2 separate regions of the Anas platyrhynchos genome follow, and region 1 is linked to region 2. A link is a contact called in public Hi-C data. All regions are on one chromosome and are shown on one strand. Each heading gives the region's core, a stretch centred on a gene start, on an enhancer-like site or on the middle of the called end of the contact. The rest is flanking DNA. Distances are from core to core; before and after follow the strand shown.

What was found. A called contact is a pair of places that touch in the nucleus more often than the background predicts.
Region 1: a Hi-C map of subcutaneous adipose tissue shows a contact between it and region 2, with 1.6 times the contacts expected there. The contact joins the promoter of ADAMTS13 here to the promoter of VAV2 in region 2. A contact is called at or near these places in 2 of 8 Hi-C or Micro-C datasets (skeletal muscle and subcutaneous adipose tissue).

Annotation. Positions count from the first base shown.
Region 1 is chr18:9,189,314-9,193,939 of IASCAAS_PekinDuck_T2T, forward strand. ADAMTS13 (ADAM metallopeptidase with thrombospondin type 1 motif 13) reads right to left here and starts at 1,344. Exons shown (of 29, transcript XM_005013267.6): 1 at 697-1,344; 2 at 301-367. The coding sequence starts at 774. It overlaps REXO4 (REX4 homolog, 3'-5' exonuclease), which reads left to right and starts at 1,495. Exons shown (of 8, transcript XM_072025399.1): 1 at 1,495-1,818; 2 at 2,097-2,545; 3 at 2,836-2,991; 4 at 3,201-3,394; 5 at 3,832-3,920; 6 at 4,285-4,359. The coding sequence starts at 1,639.
Region 2 is chr18:8,902,090-8,906,650 of IASCAAS_PekinDuck_T2T, forward strand. VAV2 (vav guanine nucleotide exchange factor 2) reads left to right here and starts at 1,333. Exons shown (of 28, transcript XM_027471053.3): 1 at 1,333-2,099. The coding sequence starts at 1,896. It overlaps LOC110351613 (a long non-coding RNA gene), which reads left to right. Exons shown (of 2, transcript XR_003500981.3): 2 at 542-914.

The DNA.
Region 1 (4,626 bases), core at 94-2,593, 290 kb after region 2:
TCCCATTCAGATGACTTGGATGCGTTAATCTTGTAGAAAAATACCAATACAGAGAATGAGGACTGTAGCAGAAACGCATAAAAAGATTTATCATATCTCCTTTAGGAGATTTTAAAGACTGACCCAGTTCTTCAACACATTGAGACATGGATTACCTCACTGAGTAATGCAACTCAGAAATGCTAAATGCTTGTCAGAACAGAGTTAGTTAATAAGTGTTCTTAGCATTATCAAATGTACGGGATTAGAAATAAACTGACAAATGTGTTCCAACATCAAGAAGGAAGGAGCTCTGCATACCATCAGACACTGAGCTGGTTCCAAAGTAAGAGAAAATATCTTCCGGATCCAATGCTCTGAGAAATTTCTGCAAGAAGAAGAATGGTTTTACTTTATTATTTATTTTTTTAAAGAAAAACAAATGGATGCAAGACTATTATTTAACTGAACCTAACCTAGAAGAAACATCAGCAAACAATTCAACAAGTATCAATGCCAAGTTCTAATGGTTTTAGTTTGCACTAAGCATATGCTGTACAATGGCCACCCAGAGGAAATAACTTTATCTTCTTGATTAGTGAGGTTTGATACATTTTGGCTTAGAACACATTGCATTTTCTCTCCTCTTTTTTTTTTTTTTTTCCTAGAAATAAAAAAGGCTTCCTGGAAACTGCATTTTCTGGAGGTCAAACTTACCTCTTGGAGAATGGATGGCCAACAAAATCCCGGAGGGAACATCATGAGAGCTCGGATCATCAAGCTGATGATGATCATGCTGGAAGAATTGCAACCAGTGCGGCAGGGTAAACTCTGGCCCAGGGGTGATTAAAATGCTTAGCCCAAGGCATCACGTGGAACGGAAGCGAAGAATACACAGTTTAAACAAACAGGAGAGTTGATTTTCTGCAGAGAGGGACAGTTGAGGGGGAATCGAACTGCTGCGGGAAGCTTTACAGGAACAGCTGTAGGGGCAGAGCTTTTTGCGCAACGTTTGCAGCTTTATCACAGCCAGAGAGCGCAGCCATAAGAGGAGTTTGGGGCAGTTTTAGCAGCCAAATAAACAAGGTACAATTTGCAGGGAACTGGGCTCCAATTTGTTCAACCTGTGCCTTGCTGCTCCCTGCACCTCGACTCTGCTGGAGCCTCAGACATACTGTGAAGCATGGCAAGACCCAGCACCTCGAAACCATGAGCCAGGCCCTGATGGTGGCCACACAGGGTGCATACAATCGTGGAACAGAAGCAAAGAATATACAGTTTAAACAGGAGAGTTGATTTTCTGCAAAGAGGGACAGTCCCTCAGGGAGCCACCGGCCCGCAGGTCCTGCCCCCCAAGCACGCAGACAACACCCTCGTGAAATCCCCAGCTTTATTGAAACCTCAGCATTATTGAAATCCCAGCTTTATCGAAGCCCCAGCTTTATTCAACCCCCTTCCCCAGCCTTCCCTCTCCTCAGGGCTCGCCCCACGGGCGGCTCAGCGCCGAGCACTCCCGCAGCCGCCAGGGGCCGCCAGCGCAGACCCGGCCCCGACGCCCGGAACCGCAGCGCGGGGCCACGTTCCCCGCCGGGCCGCTGCTGCGAGGCGCTGAGGAAACGGCGGCCGCCACTCCCTTCGATTCCCGTTCCCCGTCCCCTCATGGCAAAACGGGGCCCCGCGGAGCCCGGGGCGGCGGGGCCGAGCGCCGGGAAGGGCAAGAAGAAGAAGAAATTCCGGCGGCGCCCCCCGAAGCCGGCCGCGCCTCAGGGCCCTAAGATGGCGGCGGGCCCGCCCCGCAGCCCTCAGGAGTTCTCCGCCAACTGGAAGGCGCTGCAGGAGGTGAGGGCGAGCTGCCGGGCCGGGGATGCTGTCGTTTTCCTTGCTAGCGCAGTTCCCTAGCGCGTATAGTAATGAAAAAATACGCATTTGTGTTAAAATAACCCGCAGGGGAGGTGCCGTTGCAGTAATGCCCCTTCAGCCAGGTAGAGACCCCTGGCTTCACCCTGAGGCGCTGTGTGGAGTACTCTGACAAATGACAGCAGGATAGAACTGAAGGGATATAATCTTATTTTCTCTCTCTCTTTTTTTTTTTTTTTTTTCCCTTTTGGTCATTTTAGCTACTGAAACAAAAGGCAAATAAGTCGGATGAGCCCCCCTCTGCATGTCAAACGCACACCAAAAAGAAGCATCCCCTCAAAGAGGGGAACAGCCAACAAGCTCCAGCTAGCAATGGGAGTGAGAACGTGGTAAAGCCCAAATCTGCAAACAAAAAGGAAAATGGTCCTGCTAAAGACAGTCCTCCTTTGGATAAGAAAAAATCCAAGGCGGTTGCAGCGGACAAGAATTTAAAGCCCAAATCCATAAATAAAAAGGACAACAGTTCTGCTAAAGACAATGCTCCTTTGGCTAAGCCAAAATCCAAGAAGGTTGCAACGGACAAGAATTTAAATGGCACCAATGGGAAAGGCTGCAAGGAAAAAAGGAAGAATGGCAATATTGAAAAGGAGAAGGGTGATGTAAAACATAAGAAGAGGAAAGCTGAAGATGTGGAGCAGCAGCCCAAAGAGTGAGTACTTCAGGCATGATGCATGTATTTGAATGTTTATTTTAGTAGGTGTATGTAAGGAGTACAGAGTATTAGATTCGAAATAGCTGCACTCTTCCAGACTACATTTTGGGAGAAATAAGATGAACAGTGCCCCTCCTCAGATAAGGCAACAGATTTGTATAGATGACAGTGCTAGACTACTTTTTAGAGCTGATTTTTTAATTTAAAAAAAAAAATGCTTTTCCTACAGTATAAAGATGCAAAACCACTTAAAAACTATTTAATATAATTAAATTTGTACTTACCAGGGCTGACATCTGGTTTGATGACGTTGATCCACAAGATATTGAAGCAGCAATAGGACCTGAAGCAGCAGAAGTTGCTAGAAGAAAACTGGGACTTCCAACAGGCCGATCCGAACAGTCTGTGGAGCGGGTGCTGGTTAAAGAAAAGTCTTCTGATGGGTGAGTGGCATTCCAGTGGGAAGCATGACAGCAGAAGCATCAAGATTCTTCTGATAACTCTGATTTGTGGATGCAATATGTAAGCTGACATCCCCCTGGGTCTGCTGACAGTCACACTGCTGAGTTCTCCCAAATGTGTGCACTTTGTGAATTTCACTGTACTGTCCTTGTAACAGGTGTGTCACCAAGCTGTCCTTTTTTCATTTCAGTCTGACAAGAACAGTAGCCATGGACTGCGAGATGGTGGGAGTGGGACCAAATGGTGAAGACAGTATTGTGGCTCGAGTGTCCATTGTGAACCAATTTGGGAAGTGTGTTTATGATAAGTATGTCAAACCTACAGAAGAGGTGACGGATTACAGAACTGCTGTTAGTGGCATACGTCCTGAGAACATAAAGACAGGTAGGAGATTTTTCCCAAACATGTTCTTCAAGGAAGGTAATTTTAATAGGCTACCACAAAAGCCTCATTGGTTGAGCTTGAAAAAGTTTTAGACTTACATTAAAAAAATTGAAAATAAAATCTAGTCTGAATGCTAGGAAAAATGTGGGAAGAAGTACTTTTTTTACAGAATGGTCACTGATATCCCAGATGAAATTCACGTGTTAATTATGGTGTGGGAATAATGTGTAAGTTGATTTCCTTTTAGTGTTGTGCTCTTCACGGCAAGAAGATTCAGTGTCAAATACAAATTTATATAACTTATGATAAGTTTTATAATTTATATAGTCCCAAACGTACAATTGCCTTCACAAAAAAGATGCAGTGTTTTAACTGTAGCTTGCTTAGAGTATCTTAGGTGTCTAATGGAAGGTGGTTTAATTGTGTGGTGTTTTTAGGTGAAGATTTTAAAACCGTTCAGAAGGAGGTTGCGGATATCTTGAATGGAAGGATTTTAGTTGGGCATGCTTTACACAATGACCTAAAGGTATGTGGCTGCAAATTTGTTACTTTGAAGACAAGGTTCCAAACATTGAAAATCAATTAACTTTCTAATATATCTTCCTGGATTAGTCAGATGAACTCTCTGAACTCCTAGAAACGACAGCTTTATAATTGTTCGCTTAATTTCATGTCTTTATACGCTGCACCAAGTATAGCCCTATTCACTTGCACAATTGACTTCAATTTCCACACTGACTTAATAATACTGATTTGGGTACTAAAGAGCCACAGAAGAAACAGCATAATGAAAGAAGCCTTTGTATGCTTTGCTTAGCCTCCAAAGCTCAACAGTTTGGTTACTTTCTGTGTAACAGCACTCTTTAAACCAGAAATACAATTTCTTTCAGGTCCTATTTCTTGATCATCCAAAGAAGAAAATACGCGACACACAAAAATACAAACCTTTCAGACAGAGAGTCAAGGTAAGAAATTGTTGTGAAGGAACACCTTGATTAACTGACTGCTGGGCTGCTGAATCCCAGCTTCTAGCTTGTCCCACTTGTTTCTGTTTCTTTTTACTACCTGAAACAAGTCAAACTGAATGCTTACTTAGTGTATGAAATATGGCAGTGTTACTTAGTTCATTACAAACATTACCAGTAATACCTGTAAACAAAACTCAGTGGCTCTCCCATTCTTTACCACTAGCATGGTCTTCATAACACTTCTCTAGATAGCAATATAAGATG
Region 2 (4,561 bases), core at 83-2,582:
GCCAGGCCATAGCAAGCAGCTTTAATTATACGCATATAATAAACTCCTCTGTAGCCCTCTACCTACAGACCTGATCTCACAGGGCAGACTAGGGCTCAGTGACCCAAAATTATCCCTGGCAGGACTCCACGCCTTTCAATGGCTGCGTGACTCCTGCCCACTGGGTGCTGCTGGAGCCCAGGCAGAGAGGCTTAATGGTGAACTTCAGGAATGAGAAAGTTATGGAGAGAAATCACCTCCGCAGGGTACGGGGAGCTGCGGATCAGCATGCTCCCCAGTACACCCAGGGCAGGGCACAGCTCTGATTGCGAGGCCGGGGCACAGGGATGCTGTTCCCTCTCCGTTTATACTCGCACCCATCCTGCCCTGCCAGAGGCGCACCAGGCACCGCACGCAGCCAGACCGGGGGCAGATCGAGCGCCAGCACATCAGGCTAAAAGAAGCACTTCCCGTGCTATTTGAAAAAAAATAAATAAAAAAATAAAAAAGCTTCTCCAAACTGTCCTTGGAATATCAAACAATTGTTTTTCATTCTTTACAGGGATCTTCCTTCCCATCCTGGAAGCGAAGGGTCATGCCAGCAGAGTTGCTCTTTCTTCTTTATCTCCACTTGGCTACATTTGGAAGAGATTAGCGTTGCATTTGTTTGACATCCAGGTTAATAGCTTCCCTTCGTCCCAGCCTCGGCTTCCGGTGTTGGCTATCTGGAAAGCCAGGACGAAAATTAATTGACAAACTCTTGGGAGAGGATCTCCAAAGAAAACTCAGACCAGATTTGAAAAGAGGCTGCTCTGAAGTGTGCTGATTTGGATGGGAGCCACCGAGGGAAAATTAGAGATTTTCAGGAGTTTGCTGCCAAGGAGTTAATGGCCAAGAGTTGAGGTTTGCAATAAATACGCTGGTAATTAATTATAGGAGTTGTCTTCGTGTTTGAAAGTCAAGGAACACGATCGCTTGTTTGGGTTAAACATCTCCCCTGCAGTATTTGCAGCCCAAACACGAGCCGGAGAGGGGGAGCGTGGAGCCAGACAAAGCAGCGGCTGCTCGGGGGAGGGCCGGGAGGCTGCTGGGGGGGGGTCTTGGGGACCCCAAATGCGAACGGGGGCCGGGGGGGAGCGGAGCAGCGGGCGGCTGGGGGGGGTCCGCAGCAGGACGGGGAGCGGGGAGCTGCAGGAGGAGGGAGCGGGGGGGGGTGCAAAGAGAGAAAATAAAGGGGAAAATAAAAAAAAAAATAAAAGGGAAGGAAAGGAGGCGTGCAGCGCTCCCGCAGACAAAGGGGCGGCGGGGGCGGGCCGGGAGCTCCTCCCGGCGGGGCGGGGGCTTCGGCCCGGGGGTGGTGGTGGTGGTGAGGGGAGGGGGGGGGCAGCAAATTCCCACCCGCGACGGCAGCGGGGGCGTCCCCAGCGCCAGCTCCGCGGCTGTGCAGGTGGGGCGGGGGCAGGAGCAAAAGCAGGAGCAGCACCAGGAGCGAGAGCAGCTTCGGGAGCAGGAGCAGCTTCGGGAGCAGGAGCAGCGGCTGCAGGAGGAGCAAAAGCAGGAGCAAAAGGAGCAAAAGCAGCAAAAGCAGCAGCGGCAGGAGCAAGTTTCCCCGGGCCGGGGAGGGGGGACACGAAGTTGCGCGGGGGTGGCCCCTTTGTTCCCGGGCCGATGCGGCGCGCCTAGCCCCGGCGGTGGGGCCGCAGCGGGGGCAGGGGCAGCCCTCCGCCGGAAAACTCGGCGCCGTCCCCCTCCTCCCCTTCCTCCTCCTTCCTCCTCCTCCTCCTCCTCCTCCCCGCCGATGCTTCCCCGGGCGGTGAGCGGCGATGGAGCGGGGCGGTAGCGCGGCGGCAGCCGCCCGCTGCCCCTGAGCAGGGAGGAGGAGGAAGAGGAGGAGGAGGAGGAGGAAGGTCGTGGCCATGGAGGAGTGGAGGCAGTGCGGCCGCTGGCTCATCGACTGCAAAGTTTTGCCCCCCAACCACCGGGTGGTCTGGCCCTCGGCGGTGGTCTTCGACCTGGCGCAGGCGCTGCGGGACGGGGTGCTGCTGTGCCAGCTGCTCCACAACCTCTCCCCCGGCTCCATCGACCTCAAGGACATCAACTTCAGGCCCCAGATGTCCCAGGTATTCATTGGATTTTTATTTTTTATTATTTTTTTTTGGGGGGGTGGTGGTATGCGTATAGGGCTCTTTGTGTTGTTCTTGCAAAACTTCGTGGGATGAGTGAGTGCGGGCGTGGATAGGTGTGTGTGTGTGTGTGTAGAGCTTTTTTTCCAGCCCCCCCGGCTGCCCTTAGCCCCCAACCCCCCTATTTTAGCTCCAAACCCGTACCCCGAGGCTCAGCCCCAGCACCGGGGCTCAGGGCTGGGAAGCCGGCAGCGGCTGCACAAGGGGGCTGGGGGGGGGAGAAACCGCCCCGGGGGAAGAAGGCAGTCTGTGTGTGCCCCCCCCCCCATATTTATAGCCCTCTCGAAACAAAAGCAGCCAGCACGGCCGGGATGAGGCTGGCGTGGTTACTTCCAGGGCTTTTCTCGAGGCTTATGTTCGGCTTTGATGCGCTGCAGGAGCGGTGCTCTGAGCGCTGTCCTGGCAGGGTTGCTGGCCCGAGGGGCAAAAGTTTGCCCAGAAAGATCAAAAACGAGAAGAAAACACTCCCCAGGAGCTCTGCCAGCCTGCCCCGGACCTGGGGGCATGGTGCTGTAGGGCTGGGCTCAGCGCTGCCCACCACCAGGATTTGGGGTCGGGTGACCCTAAGGCTTTAGGGTTCCCTCCCTGGGCGTGTTTCCATCTGGGATTGTTTTGGTGGAAGGATGCTTGAACACCAGATTGGCTCTGCCTGGCTGGTTTGCAGCTCTCCGTGTTCCCGCGTGCTGAGCCGCACGGCATTTGCGTGGAAATCGGGAAATGAAAATCGATGAGAAACCAACAAAACCTGGCCGTGCGTCCCCGGCCCCGCAGCTGCCGTGCCCATGGGCAGCTGGGAAGCTGCTGTCCTGTTTGAACAGCCCAGAGCTTGGTAAAAAGGGAGGGGAAATTTCCTGGTCACGAGGGCATGTGAGAATCTGGGTGTCAAAGCATTCACAGATAAATAACGTAACGTTATCTGGAGTTCTGCTGTGTGCTGTGCAAGCACGCTGCCATGCAAGCGCCTTTCCCTGTTTTTTTTTTTTTTTTCAGAGTTTTGTTCAGGGTAACAGTGGGTTTGTGGCCCTCGTGGCTCCCCAGCCAGCAAAGCACGGCCACGTGCGCTGGGGGAGCTGCTGTGGCTGAGGACAGCTCGCCTGCGGGGTGCTGGGCGCCAAACTGAGCCGTGTTTTGGGGCCCAAAGCGTGTTCTGCTGCGTGCACAGGAGCAGCTGAAATGGAGACCTTGATCCCACAGCCAGCCAGGGTGGAAAACCCCAACCATGCAGGTGAAAGGGCAGCTCTGTCTGTGAGTGCTCCTGCTGGCACGTGGACCTGCTGGTGATGGGGAAGCAGCACGCACCGAGGGCTCTTCCCGGGGTGGAACAGTGCTGTGGGGCTTCCTCTGGGCTCGCCAGGCTGTAAACCCATCAAACTGCCTTCTGCTGATGTTACCGACCGTAAATCATCTCGCTGGAGCTGCACTTGTGCAGGGACTGGCACATCAGAGTCCTACAACCCAACTTCAGTTTAATGTTTGCCCCGTGGGGAAATAGGCAGGGGTTTAAGGATGGGGAGCTGCCCTAGATTGCAGCCCCCGTGGCAGGAGCCTCGTGCTGCCGACGCAGGTGCTGCTTGTTGGAGGTGAGGGTTTACAGCCCAGCTGTTGCTGAAATCGCTTTCTGCTGCACCACCAGCTGCCTTGCAGGCTTTAGGAAGAGCATGAAGTGAGCTCGGGGGGTCGGATGGCTTTGGGCAGCCCGTTTGTGGTCAGGCAAGGAGAGCAGTGGAGAAGTGGCTGCTAGGGCAAGGTTCAGCTCGTGCTGATCCACCTAGACCCGAGCCTTCACGTGTGCTCTTAGGCACTTGATGTTTCTCTCCCGGTTCCTGAAGCTGGGAAGCTGTGAATTCTCCCCCAGGGCAGCTAAAGGCAGAGCATCTCCCTGCTCTTTGCCCTGTGTTTGCAGCCCTGTGGGGGGGGGGACAGGAGGGTGCTGAGCCCTGCCTAGGGGTTGGGCACAGCCCTCGGTGCCCCCCTGCAGCCACCAGCACGGGGTTGGGTTTCTCTGGGCTGAATCTCAAAAAAAAAAAAAAAAAAAAAAAAAAAAAAAAAAGGCAGGAGCTGATTTTTGTCAAACCAGCTGCAATGTGTTCAGACACGGGGGCTGGGATGTGCAAGACAGAGTGTGCCTTGAAACTTCAGAGGTTGTTTTTGATTATGAAGGCACATTTTGCCTGACTGGCTGGGCTGGCTAACCAGCTGTTTGCCTGGCTGCAGAAGAGATTTTTTTATTTTTTAATTCACTGGAAATGCCAGGGGACAAGACACTTGTGCTAGACTCGAAACCCCCAGCGCTGTTCTGTCGTCCACCTTTCCGAGTGAATTAAATGGGGTTGTGCAGGTGTGTAATGAGAAACAGCTTTCTGCAGGAGGCGAGCATCACTTCAAAGGCCAGAGGTGAA